2 separate regions of the Ovis aries genome follow, and region 2 is linked to region 1. The links are chromatin contacts, called in public Hi-C maps. All regions are on one chromosome and are shown on one strand. Each heading gives the region's core, a stretch centred on a gene start, on an enhancer-like site or on the middle of the called end of the contact. The rest is flanking DNA. Distances are from core to core; before and after follow the strand shown. Region 1 overlaps ANKRD55 (ankyrin repeat domain 55). Region 2 overlaps IL6ST (interleukin 6 cytokine family signal transducer).

What was found. A called contact is a pair of places that touch in the nucleus more often than the background predicts.
Region 2: a contact with region 1 is called in a Hi-C map of mixed tissues, with 4 times the contacts expected there. The contact joins two enhancer-like sites. A contact is called at or near these places in 3 of 16 Hi-C or Micro-C datasets (mixed tissues, omental adipose tissue and tail adipose tissue).

The regions. Positions count from the first base shown.
Region 1 is chr16:23,258,358-23,262,232 of ARS-UI_Ramb_v3.0, reverse strand. It overlaps ANKRD55 (ankyrin repeat domain 55), which reads right to left. Exons shown (of 10, transcript XM_060400417.1): 9 at 228-889. Among named protein-coding and RNA genes, the nearest start is that of ANKRD55, 95 kb to the right of the region's middle. Within about 2 kb of position 1,597, at least 7 of the 54 cell types and tissues checked have an H3K27ac peak or open chromatin away from gene starts, as enhancers often do.
Region 2 is chr16:23,393,201-23,397,075 of ARS-UI_Ramb_v3.0, reverse strand. All of the region lies in intron 2 of IL6ST (interleukin 6 cytokine family signal transducer), which reads right to left. Among named protein-coding and RNA genes, the nearest start is that of IL6ST, 27 kb to the right of the region's middle. Within about 2 kb of position 1,740, at least 18 of the 54 cell types and tissues checked have an H3K27ac peak or open chromatin away from gene starts, as enhancers often do.

The sequences.
Region 1 (3,875 bases), core at 348-2,847:
ATCTGCAAGTCACCACACACATATTTGGTGGGATGGGATAAGATGAGAAGGCACAGCTTCTACCTGATAATTGCCCTCAGGTTGGAAAAGCAGACTGTTTGCATAGCCTAGACATCCTGAATCCAGTGGACTAAAGGGAAGTCCTCCAGGCTACCTACTCTCCCTCACTCAGGATGGTGTGACATGTTTCTTGTACAGAATCTGTCAGGAATGAGGAAGGACATTACCTGATGAAGGATTAGGTAGATGAGGAAGATGTGGGGGCCCTGATACTTCCTGGTGGCCAGATCTGCTGGTAAGCAACCTGTCTAGCAGCTTGTCAGATGAAGACATAGTCCAGGCTTTACAGAGCACTGGGTGAGAATCACCTTTCCAAGAGTTATCTAGCAATGCCTGGCAGCCAGTTCTGTTATTCAACAAATCTTGCTCACTTCGGCTTTTCTGAGATCTCTGAGCCGCATGATGAGTACCAGAGCTCAGGCCAGCATGGGAAGTGGCCCCCTGGGAGGCTGTCAGGAAGTTATGGCCCAGGGTGATGGGTGGGAGGCTCTGTGTTCTGATTGGTGGAAGCCCTTTACGGGCCAGAGGCTTCTTTTCTGACAAGTGATATTTTGAGTTTTCTGAGGTCCTCTTCTTAAACTCAACCATAGCCACCTGCTCACCAGGCTGCTCTTGGCAGTTGGTATCCACGTTGCTGTCAAAGGTGGTGATGATGTCATCGACTTCCGAGGTGTGCTCCCCCCTGTGCCAGTCCCTGCTGGGGTCCTTCTGATAGGCCCTCTGCTCTTCCTTTCTGTTCTTGCAGAAGATTTGATTGAGCATGCCGAATCGTCCCTCCTTTTTCTGGGGTCTACTGTTCTGGGCAGGAAGGGGTCTAGGAGGCTCTGTTCTATAGGAATATAAAACAAGGATGCTCTGTGAGAACAGGAAGTGGCGCAACAGCAGTCATCAAACAAAATACCTCCCTCTATTCCATCTCCAGGAAGGAGATCACTCAAAGTCATTCAGCGCCCTCTCAAGTTAAAGGTGATGTGCAAACGCTACTCACAACACCCTTTGCTACCCCCTTCCTTGGCATGGTCAGTTTGCTGTCCATAATTAGAATATTTCTTAGTTAGATTTTGCTTGTTCCTTTGGGAACTATCCTTTCAAAATGTGTTTTTGCCAGGGGATCAAGTAAGTTGAAAATACCAAATACCTTCAGGGGTTATTGTTCTCACTTCTTAAGGCCAGTCAGTAGGAGTGCCAGCTTTAAGTCAAAGAAATAAAGGCCACATGTTGTGTTCAAGCTGTAGAGAGCAGCTGGATGGAGGCTGCAGAGCTGGGGGAGAGGAGTATGATTTTTTCAGGTGTTCTCTGTAAAGGCTCCCCGGAGATAAGGGCAGAGCTCTGACATTATCCACCTCAGGAAGCCTGCCCATTTTACACTGTTTGTGTGTTATTTGTTTCCTGTTGAGTTTTTACTAAATTTCCTATTGAAAAACACTTAAAATAAAACATACTAAAAGAAGCCAAGGAGAGAAGCTTTTGTCTGGGCTTGGGCTGCAGAACAGGAAGTGTGTATGCCAGAATTTGGGCGTGGAAGCAGAAGAAAAGTGAGCAATGTCCAATGGGCAGGCAAATTCTGCAGGGGAAAAAGATCTGCAGTTGTCTGCCTAGCTCTTCTTGTGTGGAGTTTCCCTGAGGCACTATGCTGTTTTTGTTGCTTGGAAAGTTCTGTATTATTCTCTTTTGAGGCCACAATTGATTAGTGCTTTCTGCGGTATGAGTTAATGATGAAACCGGACCTGCGTGCATGCCCTAAAAGCAATATTGCAACATTTCTTTTTGCAGTGAGATATTGTAACCTGTGGTTTGAAAAGTATCACTCCTCATTTTGGCCACATATAATGAAGTTTTTTCTTTTTCCTGTAGGTCACACAGTGTATAATTGAATCTTTATTCCTGTGATGAATTTTTATCTTCCTCCTTTCACCTTCCAAAAAGCTTTGTGAAATATGAAACACAGATTCCGCACTCCTGACATTAGCAGAGAGAGAACCCCAGGAGATCTCTAGCATTCCTGCAAGTTTTCCCATATAGAATATGCCCCTGTGCTAACTAAATTAACTAAATGCTAGTATTCTTGCCTGGAAAATCCCGTGGGCGGAGGAGCCTGGTAGGCTGCAGTCCATGGGGTCGCTAAGAGTTGGACACGACTGAGCGACTTCCCTTTCACTTTTCACTTTCATGCACTGGAGAAGGAAATGGCAACCCACTCCAGTATTCTTGGTTGGAGAGTCCCAGGGACAGGGGAGCCTGGTGGGCTGCCGTCTATGGGGTCGCACAGAGTCGGACACGACTGAAGGGACTTAGCAGCAGCAGCAATGCTACTTCAGCATCTTCTATAATCAATTTCCTCTTCCTATTAAGGTTGTGATTTTGGCCAGTAGGTCTCAAAGTGTGGTCCATTGAACCCTGGAGGTGAGGTCTCCGACAGGCCTCATGAGGTTAAAACTATATTCATAATAATATCAAGATGTCTTTTTCACTGGACTGCTTTTTACACCAAGCATGCAAGAGAGCAAATGGGCAAAACAATGGGCTCCTTGGCACAAATCAAGGTAGTAGTAACAATAGACTTTCATTAAAACAAAACTGCCATTTAATTTAATAATATTGATTTTTGAGATGCCTTTTTTTTAAGACAAAATAGAAAGTACTCATAAGCAATTCTGCTGTATACTGGCATCACTGACTCAATGGGCATGAGTCTGAGCAAACTCTGGGAGAACTACAGGGGAGCCTGGAGTGCTGCAGTGCATGGGTTCACAAAGAGTTGGACATGACTGAGCGACTAAACAACAACTCTATACTAAGATATGATGGATGTTTTCAGGTAAAACATTTGTGGGATTGTTTGAGCTGAACTAGATACTTTTTTCCCCCATGAAACATCATTTCAATGGCTTCTAGGCGAGCTATGGTTATTTGGAGTTGGGCATTTGATTTTTCAAAAATGAACAGAGTGAGTCTGTCATTTCAAGGTAAACAATTGACAGTATTATTGCCAATGACAAAAATCTAGCTTTCATGCGAAAATTAGAAATTTTGGAAAATTTGTATGCATACTTTGAGCTTGATAGCTTCCTGATACATAAAACCTTTTCTGATGAGATCAGTGGTGACATTAATAAATGTGATTTTTTTTCTAATGTTGTAAAATGAAATGTATTATTTAATGGAAGATCTTCCATAATTAAGCACACCAATGTTTTTCAAATGACCAATGCAAGATATAAAATCATGCATAGGTATAAGACACATTTAAGGTGCTAGAGAGATGAATGGATTTTAATGTAACAGAATTCGAAAAGTTCACTGATAAGGTGACAAAGTCCACACTGCGACTGATCTTTGGGAAACTATTAGATTGGTACAAAAATAACTGTGGCTTCGGACCATAAATTTTAAGTGATTATAACTAGGCTCAAACCCATCTTTATTAATCAAAATAAGAACCATTACAATCAACACATTTTTGCCAATGAGATAGAAGTTTGTTTATTCCTATAGTGAAAAAAATCCATGCTTTGGGATTCGACGAACTGTTGGAAAGCATCTTCTGCCTCCTGCTGGCTGTGGAAGCATTTCCCCTATAAAAAGGGAACTCTCTTACACTGTTGGTGGGAATGCAAACTAGTACAGCCACTATGGAGAACGGTGTGGAGATTCCTTAAAAAACTGGAAATAGAACTGCCATACGACCCAGCAATCCCACTGCTGGGCATACACACCAAGGAAATCAGAATTGAAAGAGACACTTTTACCCCAATGTTCATCGCAGCACTGTTTATAATAGCAGGACATGGAAACAACCTAGATGTCCATCTGCA
Region 2 (3,875 bases), core at 491-2,990, 130 kb before region 1:
AGCAACCTCTTCTCATCAACCCTACTTTGGCTGCTGGCACTCAGGCAATCACATTATACCACAATCGGACCTCCTTCTAGTTTATCTTAAACATACAGCTCCCAAAGTTACTGTTCAAAAATGATTATGCCATTTCCCTATTTTAAATTACTTAATGCCTACCTATTACCATCAAGATAAAATGCTCAATACTTGACATGATTCTATCCTTCTTCTCTATTCTCACTATCTAGAAACTTAAGGCAGCTTTCTTGAGTGAATGCCAATGGAATTTGAAGTTCTAACAGCTTTAATTTATTCACTTGGAAAATGAAGTTAATAATGACTATCTTGAAAGTTTCTTGCGATTAGATATTAGTTATGTAAAGAACCTACTACAATGCCTGGTCTTCAAAAGGCCTCCAATAAATGGTAGCCTGTCACCATTGCTTGGCTTCCCTGGTGTCTCAGTGGTGAAGAACCCACCTGCCAGTGCAGGAGATGCAGGTTTGCTCCTGGGTCAGGAGGATCCCCTGGAGAAGGAAATGGCAACCCACTCTAGTATTCTTGCCTGGAGAATCCCATGGACAGAAGAGCCTGGTGGGCTACCATCCCTGGCGTTACAAAAGAGCGACTAAACAACAACAAATCATCATTACTACTATTATCCAGAGACAAGTAATCTAGTCACATTGACTCTGGAAACGTCTCTCAGAGGTGACGGGTTCTAGCAGTTAAGGTAAAAGATGTATAGAATCAGAGAATCAAAAAACTGATAACAACCTTGGAGAGAATTTACTTCAATCGTTTATTTTATAAAGAACGCTGAGATACTTTTATGGAGTAAACCTCAAATATCAGGCAGATTCTTCCAATTCTCAACTTGGTCCCAGGCTAGACTGCACAAAGGATAAAACTACTTTTAAAAACTAAACAATTAACTTCTTATTCCATATCTGTCATTATGCTCATAAGGCCCAGAGTGAAACTGTTTGTTTCAAAGCTTGTGCTGTGGCCTGTTTGTGTGGCCTTCCGTTACTGATGCATGGCTGTGGCACGTCCTAGCACACAAGCTCCTGTCAATGTCCATCCTGTGACAGAGTTACCTGGTGACAATGAGCAAGTCCTTAAAACCCCTCCAATCGCACTTTGTTCCTTGGTAAAATCATTCCTGTTTGACTTTCTCTTTAATAATGAGAGGGAACCTTACCTAGGAAATATACTTCAGAGTACTAAAGAACATGGGATATAGCCAGAGACTAAATAACAATTTTTAATCACACAGAATAAGAAATACTAGAAACAGGCAAATGTTCCAGTTTGCGAAATGAAGCACAGGCTCACTGAAACCATCCTGTGCCAAATGAAATCCACTTTTACAGGATTACTAGGCTGATTTTTGACTACTCTTGATCTATAGAAACAGATATTTCGTAACTTCAAACTAAAACATTTTCATTTGATTACCTACATATAAAAAAATCACTGACTAAAAAAAGTCAATGAGAGGGAGGCTAAAGGAGTATGGCTGAAGTGCCTCCCCTCAAACCTTGGGGCAGACTGTACTTTCCAAAGAAGGTCATGCTTATAAATGCATCCTATTCAACATGCTCATCTTACAAAGTGACTAATACTCCTCCAAAGAAATGAGGTCCATGTTTCCCTTTTGCTCTCAGATCTTTAAGGGTGCTTATGCCTGCCCCAGCCAACAGAGTGTGCTAAATGACTTCCAAAGCTAGATCATAAAAAAATACAACTCCTGACTAGCTCTCTTTTTCTCTTGCGACATTTGCCATGGAACCCAGCCACATGTAAGCAAGCCAAGGCCGCAAGGACAGACCACATGTGGTGTTTTAGCTAAGAGCCCCAAAGCCCTGAATCTACAGCCATCATCAATACCAGACATAATAAGTGAATGAGACTTCAGATGACTCTAGCTACTCAGCACTGAATATTCTAGCTGAGGGCCCAGATATCACAGGGAAAAGGAGAATCTCTGTGTCTGACTGAGCCAGTCACACATAAACCATGAGAAATAATAAGTAATGCCATTTTAAGGTATGAAGCTTTAGAGTAAGCTGTCTGGCAGCAACAGATAATATAGTCCTGTTATTTTCAACCTTTTTATCAACAACTTAGGGGGAAAACAGACACACACACTTGTCAAATCAGCAAAAGATTATAATGGATTGCCAATAATTTGGATAATGTCAGGATTCAAAATTATGCTGAAGGACTAGACTGATAGGCTAATAAATCTGGCAAAATCATCTTCTATTTAGGTTGATAAATAAATATAGAGTGAAGGGGAAATGGCTTTAAAGTAATTGACGTGAAAACAATCTGAGAATTTTCAGTGACTGGTAGGTAGATGGCTTAACATTAAACTACAGTGTATCTTAACTGGCAAAAAATTATGCTGCTTTAATAAAAATGATCCTTCAAAAGTAAATAATAAAATCACTATACTCAGAATATGTCGAGTTCTGATATATTTTTTCCTTAAGTGCATTTTATTCAAACCTTAATAATAAATATATTATTACATTCCTTTTTATAAAGTGTACTATGGGCAGGTACTGCCCAAATGCCTTCTGTGTATTAACTCATTTAAATCTCACAATAACTCTAGAAGTTAGAGACATTACTATCCCCATCTTACAGATCATGAAACCGAGACACAAATTAAGTGACTGGCTAAAGTTTCACTGTTGTTAACTAGAATTAAGTAGGATGGTGAGGTGAAGGTGAGGTGAAGTCGCTCAGTAGTGTCCGAGTCTTTGGGACCCCATAGATTGTCAGGCTTCTCCACCTATGGGATTTTCCAGGCAAGAGTACTAGAGTGGGTTGCCATTTCCTTCCCCAGAGGATCTTCCCAACCCAGGGATCGAACCCGGGTCTCCCACATTGTAGGCAGACGCTTTACCGTCTGAGCCATATGATATGAAAAATCAAGGGAAGAGTCAGGAGGGTAATCAGTGCATACAGATTGGAAGTCAAATCCGACAAAGAATAATTAGGATAACTAGGTAAATTTAATTTGGGCAAGAGAGGGGTTAGAAAGCATTCCTTCAATACTTGAAGACTTGAACAGTGGAAAAGGAAAGTGGATCTACAATAGAAGGATTTTTTAAGGTTAATGAGAAAAAGTTACAAGGAAGAAAATTTGGGTTTAAGACTAAGGAAAGACTTTTAAATGAGAAAAAATTTCAGCCTAAGGTTTGTATCATTTCCAGTGTTTAAAAAGAGGCTGCATTCTTGAATTTAAAGAGGGTTTGACTTAGAGCAATACTTCTCAAATTATCTGGGGTAAAGGATCAGTTTAGGTTTTATTCACCCAATCCTTTACAGACATACACTTTTGTTTTATATTATGTTTGATGAGGCAAGTCCATTGATCACATGCTTGGATATCATGGCTATGCCAAATTGTTAAAAGCATTTCTAAACATTTATTCTTAATTTCTGTACTCATCTCATTATGGACCAATAACAACCAGTTCTCAGGCTGTGGACCAGTTGGAGCAGTATTGCTCTAGGTAATCTTTCTTCTGGTATCACAATCTCACTTCTGCTCAGTGACATCTTTGCCTATTAAGGAGTGAAGTGCTAAAAGTTAACAAACCTGATTCTGTTTCTTTATTTAAAAAAAATAAACAAAATCCCCCTTTTTCCTTCTCAATATTAAACTTACTATTAGTACAGCTGAACAAGATTTAGGATTACTGAGTGCTTCAACTCAAATTATACAAATTATAATTTGTCAAGAGCATTTTAACTTGAGTCCATTTTTAAGGCAACATCGTTCTTTCAATAATGATCCTAAAGAATAAATATGTAAGCATAATTATATAATTATTCAGTAATATACAAACCTAATTTATGGGATTGGGAGG